2 separate regions of the Podarcis muralis genome follow, and region 1 is linked to region 2. The links are chromatin contacts, called in public Hi-C maps. All regions are on one chromosome and are shown on one strand. Each heading gives the region's core, a stretch centred on a gene start, on an enhancer-like site or on the middle of the called end of the contact. The rest is flanking DNA. Distances are from core to core; before and after follow the strand shown.

Region 1 (4,507 bases), core at 465-2,964, 230 kb before region 2:
GTGGCTCTTTTACACCTTTGCCGCGGCTCCGGGGCGGATACTAGCGAGGGGAGGAGGCGCATTGTGCGCCCCAACACTCCCCACTGTGGCGGGCGCTGTACTAGCTGTGACGTCGCATGGGGGCGGTGCATGCATTAGTCACGCACCGTCCGGACATCACCTTCAATGGTCACGGCATTGAAAGGGGGCATGTACGCTGGTCACTGTTTTGAAGGGGAGTGAAGAACACACACACACAAAAAGGTAACTTGTTAATTTAACGTTTATTTCTATGAGGAGGAGTAATTCTGAGGGGTCAAACAAAGAAATAATAAAAAAGTGACAAAAAGGTTATTTTTATAATGACGAGTTTTGCGGCTCCCAGTTTTTTTTTCTTCGGAAACGGGTCCAAGTGGCTCTTTTTGTCTTAAAGGTTGCAGACCCCTGCTCTAGTGATTTAGAGACAGAGTGCTTTTCTTTGCCAGCCCACTCAGTTTCCATACTGTCAAAGGACCTATTCTAAGATGCACACTCCTGCACTGGATTCAGACCCACAACACCAGAGGCGCCACACAAACGAGAACGTGTAGCCTGAACCATGTAGCTACGCTTTTTGAAGGGAGCAATGTGTTGCTCCAAAGAAAGGTCCTTGTCATTTATACAAATGGCCACAAGGTGTCAGCTGTTTGTAACTTTAAAGGGGAAATCTGCATTAACCTATAGCCAGAAAAAGGCAAACACACGCAGCACAATTCTATGCATACATGTAGTAAGCACCACTAAACAGGGAATCGTGGGCGTAGCCAGGATTTAAGCTACGCACCTATCTGTCATCATCCTGTCTGGCTCTGTCTAGCAGATTCTAAATGAAATGTCTCATTAACTGTTGTTTTAAATTACTTTCTTTTGACCCTGTGCTCAGAAAAAACTGTCAAAATCTTTCTACAATGTATACTTTTAGTTAAGTATTTTTTTTTTTTACTTATTTACTTGATTTAGGGGGGGGGGGACACTTGCCTCCCTGCCACACCCATGACTGGGATGACTGCCACCTCGAACGTAGAACAAAGGGGGGGTTGCGCCGTGTGCGTATTTCACCAAAATATTAATTTTCTGCTTCTCTCTGTCACACCATCCTTCAAAACTTTGGTGGCTATTGGATTCCATTAACCTTGTCAAAGATAGGATAGCAGCAGCTGCAGCAGCAGCAGACGACGCATCCCTTGTGAAGCTGGATCTGCTGCCCCTGCGAGCCCTGCCGCCTGAAGCAGCCGCCTCATCTTGCCTCAGGACGTTTTCAGAACGCTTTAGGAGGGCCGAAGTCATACTTTTAATAAAGAAGGCTTCCAGATATTTTGCTGTCCTTAACACAAGCGAGGGACAGAGGCGCGACGAACGTTACAAGCAGTTGACCACCTCAGACTAACAGCCTCTGAGGAGAAGCACTCCGAACCTTTCCCCCTCCCCTTTACCCGGCGAAACCGAACCCTCAACGGAAACCTAAGCCCCGCCCCCGTGACGCAATCGCACGCCGCGGGAGGGTTCTCTGGCGGGTGGGGCTTAACTAAGCTCCGCCCTTTGCCTTGTCCTGTCAGGGTTTCGCAATGCACTGTGGGAGCGAGGCGATGAGCGTCGAGAGCGGCGGCGGGCCGGGGAGGGAAAGGCTCTTGCGCGCGTGCGCGCTCTCTCTGGTCACGTTCGGCTTTTCCTCGTCTCTTCCCGTTCCCATAATGCTCTGCCGCTTCCGTCACTGACGGCTTGTCGCAAACGCGAAGCCCTCGTTCTGCCGGTGGTGGATTCCATCAGTCTCCCCTCACAGCTTGCCCGCCGCCGCCACCACCCCCAGCCGAGCCCCCCTCCCCTCCGCTTGGCGTTTAAGCAAAGGCGTGGGGGTCGCTTTTGCTTCTGGGCCTCGGCGGCGTCTTCTTCCCTTCCCCCCCACCCGTTCTCTTCCCTCCTCTTCCTCCCCCCCCCTTCCGAAATGCCCCCCAAAAAACAGGCACCGGCAGCATCGGGGGCGGGTAACAAAAAGGCAGATCAGAAAAAGAAGGAGAAGATCATCGAGGTGAGACAATTTAGGCCCAATTATCGTGGGGGGGGGGTCAAGCTCTGTTTTGGGGCTGTACCACTAAGGACTGTAGGGAAAGCTTTTTAACAGCGTGGCCTCCAAACCTACCCAATGTGTACCCTGCATGTAGAAAGCTAACATTTTAGGAAGGGGGGAAGTTTCAGCTCATGTCATTTCTCCCAGACATGTTCTGGGGTGGTGGGTGTTTTCGTCTAGAGAACCAATAAACCAGGAGGTCCCCCCCCCCCAATTTGTGTTCTGATTTTGTGCGATCCAGACAAAGAGGTAGGCAACTTTTAGCAGGGTAGTGAAGATGCCACCTCTCTGTAATTACCTGCTTCGCTTTCCTTGGCTGGACTTGGCACCCAGTACAGGTTTCGAAGGCTACACTGATTCTGGTCCTGAGCTGAGTCCAAGATCCTCAGGTGGCGTCATAAATTAGTATTGCCATTCCTGTTTATGTGCTCTCCGCTCCTGTTTAATTATTACAAGGCTTTAAAGCAGGGCTGGGGAACATGTGGCCTTCCAGATGTTGATGTATTATCACTCCTGTCATCCCTAACCTTTGGTCAGATTGGCTTGGGCTGATGGGAATTGGGAGTCCCCACAGAATCAGGAAGGCCCACAGCTTAGCCACCTGTTTTAAAGAAGCTATAGGTACTGGATATCTCTCCAACTTTGGAGTAATGCACAGGACTATATGCCTCATATTTTTCTATCAGTACTATTTTTCAGAGGGTATATTTCAGTATTATTTTGAAAGTGGCATGGTAATAAATAAAAAGGCTGAGCCCAGGCATTTGTTTCTAATGCCTGAACTTAACTTCCTTCCATAGGTAAAGGTAAAGGGACCCCTGACCATTAGGTCCAGTCATGGCCGACTCTGGGGTTGCAGCGCTCATCTCGCTTTATTGGCCGAGGGAGCCAGCATGACTAAGCCGCTTCTGGTGAACCAGAGCAGCGCACAGAAAGTGTCCATGCACTTCCTTCTATAGTCAGGTCATTGATTCATCTAGTCTGGTATTGTTTACATTGGTTGGCAGCTGCACTTTTAATGAGGCCTTTCCTAGCCCTACATATTTGCCAGGGATTGAACTTGGACCCTTTCTCATGCAAGTCATACAAAACATGTACTCTGTACACTGAACTATGGTGGTAAAATTCCTACACATCATTATTATGGGAAAGGCTTCCAAATTCCTGATCAAAGGGTCATGTTTTCAGGTGGATAAGCCCTCCAGCATCTCTTCAAAAAAGTAAAGTACTGAAAGATACAAAACAATTTGTAATGGTGGGATTAAGAGAGCTGTGTGCATTTTGGAGTAAAACAACTTAGTCTGGTTTATTACTGAGTGATCATGTTTAAACTAATCAGAGTCATTGATAACCCTGTTGGGTTTCTACTTCTGAGTGAACATGCATTGGTATGGAATTGTAATGCTAATAACCATATGGTGATACCCCTTGGTAGGACTCTAAACCAGATGAAATATTGGAGTCAGGCTGATAGATAGATTTTGAACCAAAACAAAAATGTTCCTTGATATTATTAATATAATAGTATGATAAAATAAGACTGTTCTTTAGACTTTAACCCTGACATTCAAATAATTTAACCAGTACACATGACACACCATATTAAGTTATGACAGTGTTAGAAGTGAAAGGTGAATTGCTATGTTACTTTGCCTAAATATGATCCACATGATGTACATCTTTTAAAACTTTTAGATGAAAAGTGTTGGTTCTTTTAACACTGGAGCAATTTCAATTGCAAAAAAACTTTCTTTTTTGAATGAATAGGTATTCCTGTTTAGCAGTTCAACAGAGATGAATTCAAAGAGAAAAGGCCATATATGTTATATGGGGCAAAATTAATATTGTAGAAAATTCGAAATTATAATTATAAATGTACTGCTATTACAGTAGCAATTGGGACCATGTTACAGAATTTTGTGCCCAAATCAGTTGTATATTGTTGTCAGTAACGTCCTCTGCATGCAGAATATTTTGCTTCCATTTTAATTGGTCATCTAAACATGGTTATTGTAATTCTATATTGTAGTTTGTTCTAATCCATGAACTCAGAAACCTTTAAGTTCTTTTAAAAAGAATTATCACAGTCCCATAGTAAAATTTCTGGATAACTGGGTAGGCTCACCCTCCTTTATTTGCATAGCTCTATTGAATCATCAGATTTTATCACTGAAGAGAATATTAGATACACATTGCAAGACAGATGCATATGATTTAAACTGACCTGTAAAGAGCCTTCATGGGAGATTTATACTAGAATTGGTGGTTTTTGTCACTAGATAGCAGTTAAAATGTATTTATTTTCTAACAGAGTTAAAAGCAAAAAGGTTTATTTTGAGTTTTAAGTGTTTGACTAAACAGATGTGCACTAAAAGTGAATGAGTGTTAAACTACATTTTCTACACATTGAAAAATCATGCTAGC
Region 2 (3,982 bases), core at 447-2,946:
TCACACACAGGTGGGTGCACAGAATACCATGCAGGTGAATGAGCAGACCAAGTTCTCAGGCCCTTCCCTAGGCACAGGCCAGAAACCAAGCAAGCTGACAGAGGATGGAAAAACATCCTTCATGCCCATCACAGATATACAGAGGGGCTGCTGGAGGAAGGTAGGACTCTCTATCCTTTCTCAGTCAACCTCCTTGTCCCCAGCAAGCTAGCAATTTTTCCTGGACTTATTTACAAAGTTGCAATTGGTCCCATCTCCGGGGCAAGTAGCAATGGTCAGTTCCCAGCCAACATGACCAGCATAGCCACTCTTTTATCCTCTATGAATTTGTCCCAACACTTATAGTCATCACTACATCTTATGGCAGCGAATTCAAGCTATCTTGCATCAACAGGCACATGGTACATATTTACAGACCTGGTGAAACAGTTTATATAAAGTATAACCTGTATAAACAAGTCTAAAATCACGTACTTGTCTGTTCTGTCCAGGCCAGAGACACCTTTTTCTCTTTAAGTATCAGCCATGGAGAGAGATATTGCTGCATTTTAGATTGTCAATTTGACCAATTACCAATTTAAAAAACGACAGGCTACACTTTATCCAGTTTTTTAAAAAAATCATTTGCATCAGCCACAAGCCACAGCGAAGGAATAAATAAAATGCAGATATAGCTAGATGGTTGGCTATACAAAATACGTTCCGAAAAATTACGGCTATACAAATAAAAGAGTTAATAACTGTCCTTGACCATTTATCCAGTTTGATTTCATTTCTTTTATCCCCTTCGTCCTCCAACGAGGCCCCCCCCCCCACTCATCCTCACAATAACCCTGTGAGGTAGGCTGGGCCTGAGAGATAGTGGTTGTGTGAACGGGAGAAGAGCTAACCCGCAGATCTAATCCGGAGGCTGCATACAAACTGCATTTTAAAGCACATCTCCCCCCCTTCAAAAGAATCCTGGGCGCTGTAAACTTTAAGACTGACAGAGTTACAATTCCCAGCAATTCCTTAAAAGTACGACGCCCATAATTCTTTTAGGGAGCAACAAATATGCTTCGGACGGGCTTTAAAGGTGTAGGGAAAGTATATAAATTCAATAAATAATATTGATATTGACATAATAATATATCAAGTGCGACTTTTTTGTGTTGAGAGGAGAGGCCGTTGGCGTCCAGGGACCTGAGGAAGCCCGCTTAACAAATAAAAGAGCCCCGAGATGAGCCATGCCCTAAAGAACGTGGGGAACCAAAGACGCGTGTGCGAATCCCGAGTTTTATTTTTAACGGCGAGGGCGGAACCCTCGGCGCCCGCAAGATGGCGCTGACATGCTTGAAGGAAACGGCGCTCTCCGCTCTCGGGCTCGCGAGGCCCGGAAGAAGCGGCCGCTTTGCCAACGGCTACTTAGCGAGGCCGGGGTCGCGAACTCCCTGTCGCGACGAAGCCGCCCGCGCGGGGGACACAGCGAGAAAGGGAGCCGCCGTTCGCGCGAGAACACTCACTGAGAGGTGATGTCGAAGCGGACGTCCCTGTCCTCCCACAGCGAGTCCGCCGTGGCCGCCATGGTGACCGCCGGGCCCCGTCTCGGCTTCCGTGCGCCGTTCCTTGGCAACTCCCCGACGGGCGCCGGCTGGGGACAAACTTCCTCGGCGCGGCGCGCGAAGAAGCCTATTGTGCGCATGCTCGGGACTTCTAGGGCTGTGCGTGCTTTTCTGCTGCAGGCGATCGGCGCTCTCGTTAACGACGCTTGGCGGATCAAATTAGGGATGCCAAGGCGCGCCTGCGGGGTGCATATAGCAAACTGGTTTCCTGGGCCCCTAAGAATGCCAGGCGGCCGAGCCAACCTCCCAGGGCTCTTGCAAGGAGAAAAGTGGGGAGAGCAATAGTGGTATGCCGCCTGGAGTTCCCTGGAGGAAAGGCGGGGTATCAATAATAAACGTTCCATCGAGCCCAGTCGGTGGGATTTGTGCGCGTTGTTTTCTAACAAGATTTAAAAACCTCCTCAGAAAATTTGCCTGGCTGGGACTAGGGATGCCGCCCCTTTCGGAGGGAGGGTTATCTCCCAACAGCCAGCCGAAAGATGGTCAAAACCTTACTTATAGGAAGGATTCTGGTGGTCCCTAAATGAACATTCCTTTATTGAAATGATTTAAAATGTTTTCCTTATGTTTTTCTAGGGTAATTGCATTTTTCTTCTTCTTGTTTTAATGTTTGGCGGTTTTATGTTTTTTTTAAAAAAAATAAATGTCAAGTTGTTTTTTAAAATAATTATTTAAACATGTTTTCAGCACTCTTGGGCTACTTGAGGAAAGGCAGGGTATTAAATGTGTTAAATAAAATTAAAAATGTTTAGGCTTTCAGAAATTATTATTGCCATGAAATATCACTAAATACTATTATTGTGACAACAGGTATTCTGTTAGTTGGTGGAAAGGTGTGCATGCATATTAAATATAAGTTTGAGATGCCAGCAACTGCAATATTTTTAAATAATGTACAATGTGTCTGAAGTTAAGATTTTTGTTAACCACGCGTGTGTGGTTGCTCAGAAATCCCACAGACTTCAAAAGGACTTTCTCTTAAGTAAGCATGCATAGATTGCAACATTAACATTAAATCCACAAGGCACTTGAAAGATCCAGGTAAACTTATGAATTGGACAGAGACTACAGCCTGTATATAAATCTATTTTGAAAGAAGATTATCATTTATTCTTGGTTACATTTTTCACAAAAGCAAACATTCAGTTCTAAATATCTTCCTCATATGAAGTGATTAAAAGACACAGTCACTTTTAATAAACACAGTGAGATGAGATGTTAGTTTTGCAGATTTCTCAGATTTTTCTAGTGGCACAGAAATACACTTAGTGCAAAAAGTATTTTAGTATATTTTATGCATAAAGTACCTCTTGCACGTTTAATGCTGATAAATGTATGCTAGTAAACAAAAACAAAAAACATGGAATGCAGATATTTATGGGCATATGCTGACAGAGGTAACAAATTAACAACCCACTTTGAAACATATATACAGCACTGATGTATCTACCTGCAGTGCCAGTATTCTACTGAGCAAGCAGTAGTTTTGTGAAACTAGCATGGCATAGTGTTTGATGCCCACATTCTAATCTCTTATATTTTGGTTCAGCAAGTTTTAGGACTGAGCCATATTAATATACAATTTATTTGGATACATTTAATGTAGCTTTACAGGTAATTTTGCCATGCTGCCTGCTTGTCAATATTCACTTTCAGCAGCATAATTGGAATGCTATGAGCTATTTTAAAAGTACCGTATTTTTTGCTCTACAGGACGCACTTTTTCCCCTTCAAAAATGAAGGGGAAATGTGTGTGCGTCCTATGGAGCGAAGACGCCATAGCCCCGCGACCCTCTCCCGGCTGGAGCCTCTATAGCCGTGCGTCACCTCTCCAGCCGGGAGAGCGCGCGCGGGGCTAAAGAAGCCATAGCCCCGCGACCCTCTCCCGGCTGGAGAGGTGACACGCAGCTATGGCAGGAGCCTCTATAGCCGTGCGTCACCTCTCCAGCCAGGAGAGCGCGCACGGGGCTAAAGAAGCCATAGCCCCGCGACCCTCTCCCAGCTGGAGAGGTGACGCGCGGCTATGGCAGGAGCCTCTCTGCTGCGCCTTTCCGCTGCTCCCTGACCTGCTCTTTGGTGCTGGTGGTGGGCCTCCCCCAGCCAGCCCCAAAGAGCAGGTCGAAAGGAACCTGAAGCCTGGAGAGCGAGAGGGGTTGGTGCACACCGACCCCTCTTGCTCTCCAGGCTTCCAAGGTAGCCACCTGAACGCACCTTAAATGGCACCTTGTTTTAGAGCGGGAAAACAAGAGGGGGAAAGTTCTCCCCCTCTCTGCGCAGCGCCTCCTGCCGCTTCGCTGAAGGGGCGCTGGGCAGAGAGGGGGAGAATTTTTTTTTCTTGTTCTCCCCCCTCTAAAACAAAGTCCATCCTATTGTCCGGTGCG

What was found. Hi-C and Micro-C count contacts between places; a contact is called where the count stands out from the background.
Region 1: a contact with region 2 is called in a Hi-C map of tail, with 5 times the contacts expected there. The contact joins the promoter of ZC3H15 here to the promoter of BBS5 in region 2. A contact is called at or near these places in 2 of 3 Hi-C or Micro-C datasets (blood and tail).

Annotation. Positions count from the first base shown.
Region 1 is chr1:110,284,260-110,288,766 of rPodMur119.hap1.1, reverse strand. It overlaps ZC3H15 (zinc finger CCCH-type containing 15), which reads left to right and starts at 1,714. Exons shown (of 10, transcript XM_028747978.2): 1 at 1,714-2,044. The coding sequence starts at 1,961.
Region 2 is chr1:110,059,019-110,063,000 of rPodMur119.hap1.1, reverse strand. It overlaps BBS5 (Bardet-Biedl syndrome 5), which reads right to left and starts at 1,696. Exons shown (of 11, transcript XM_028747865.2): 1 at 1,503-1,696. The coding sequence starts at 1,681. It overlaps LOC114584541, which reads right to left. Exons shown (of 36, transcript XM_077937027.1): 36 at 2,687-3,982.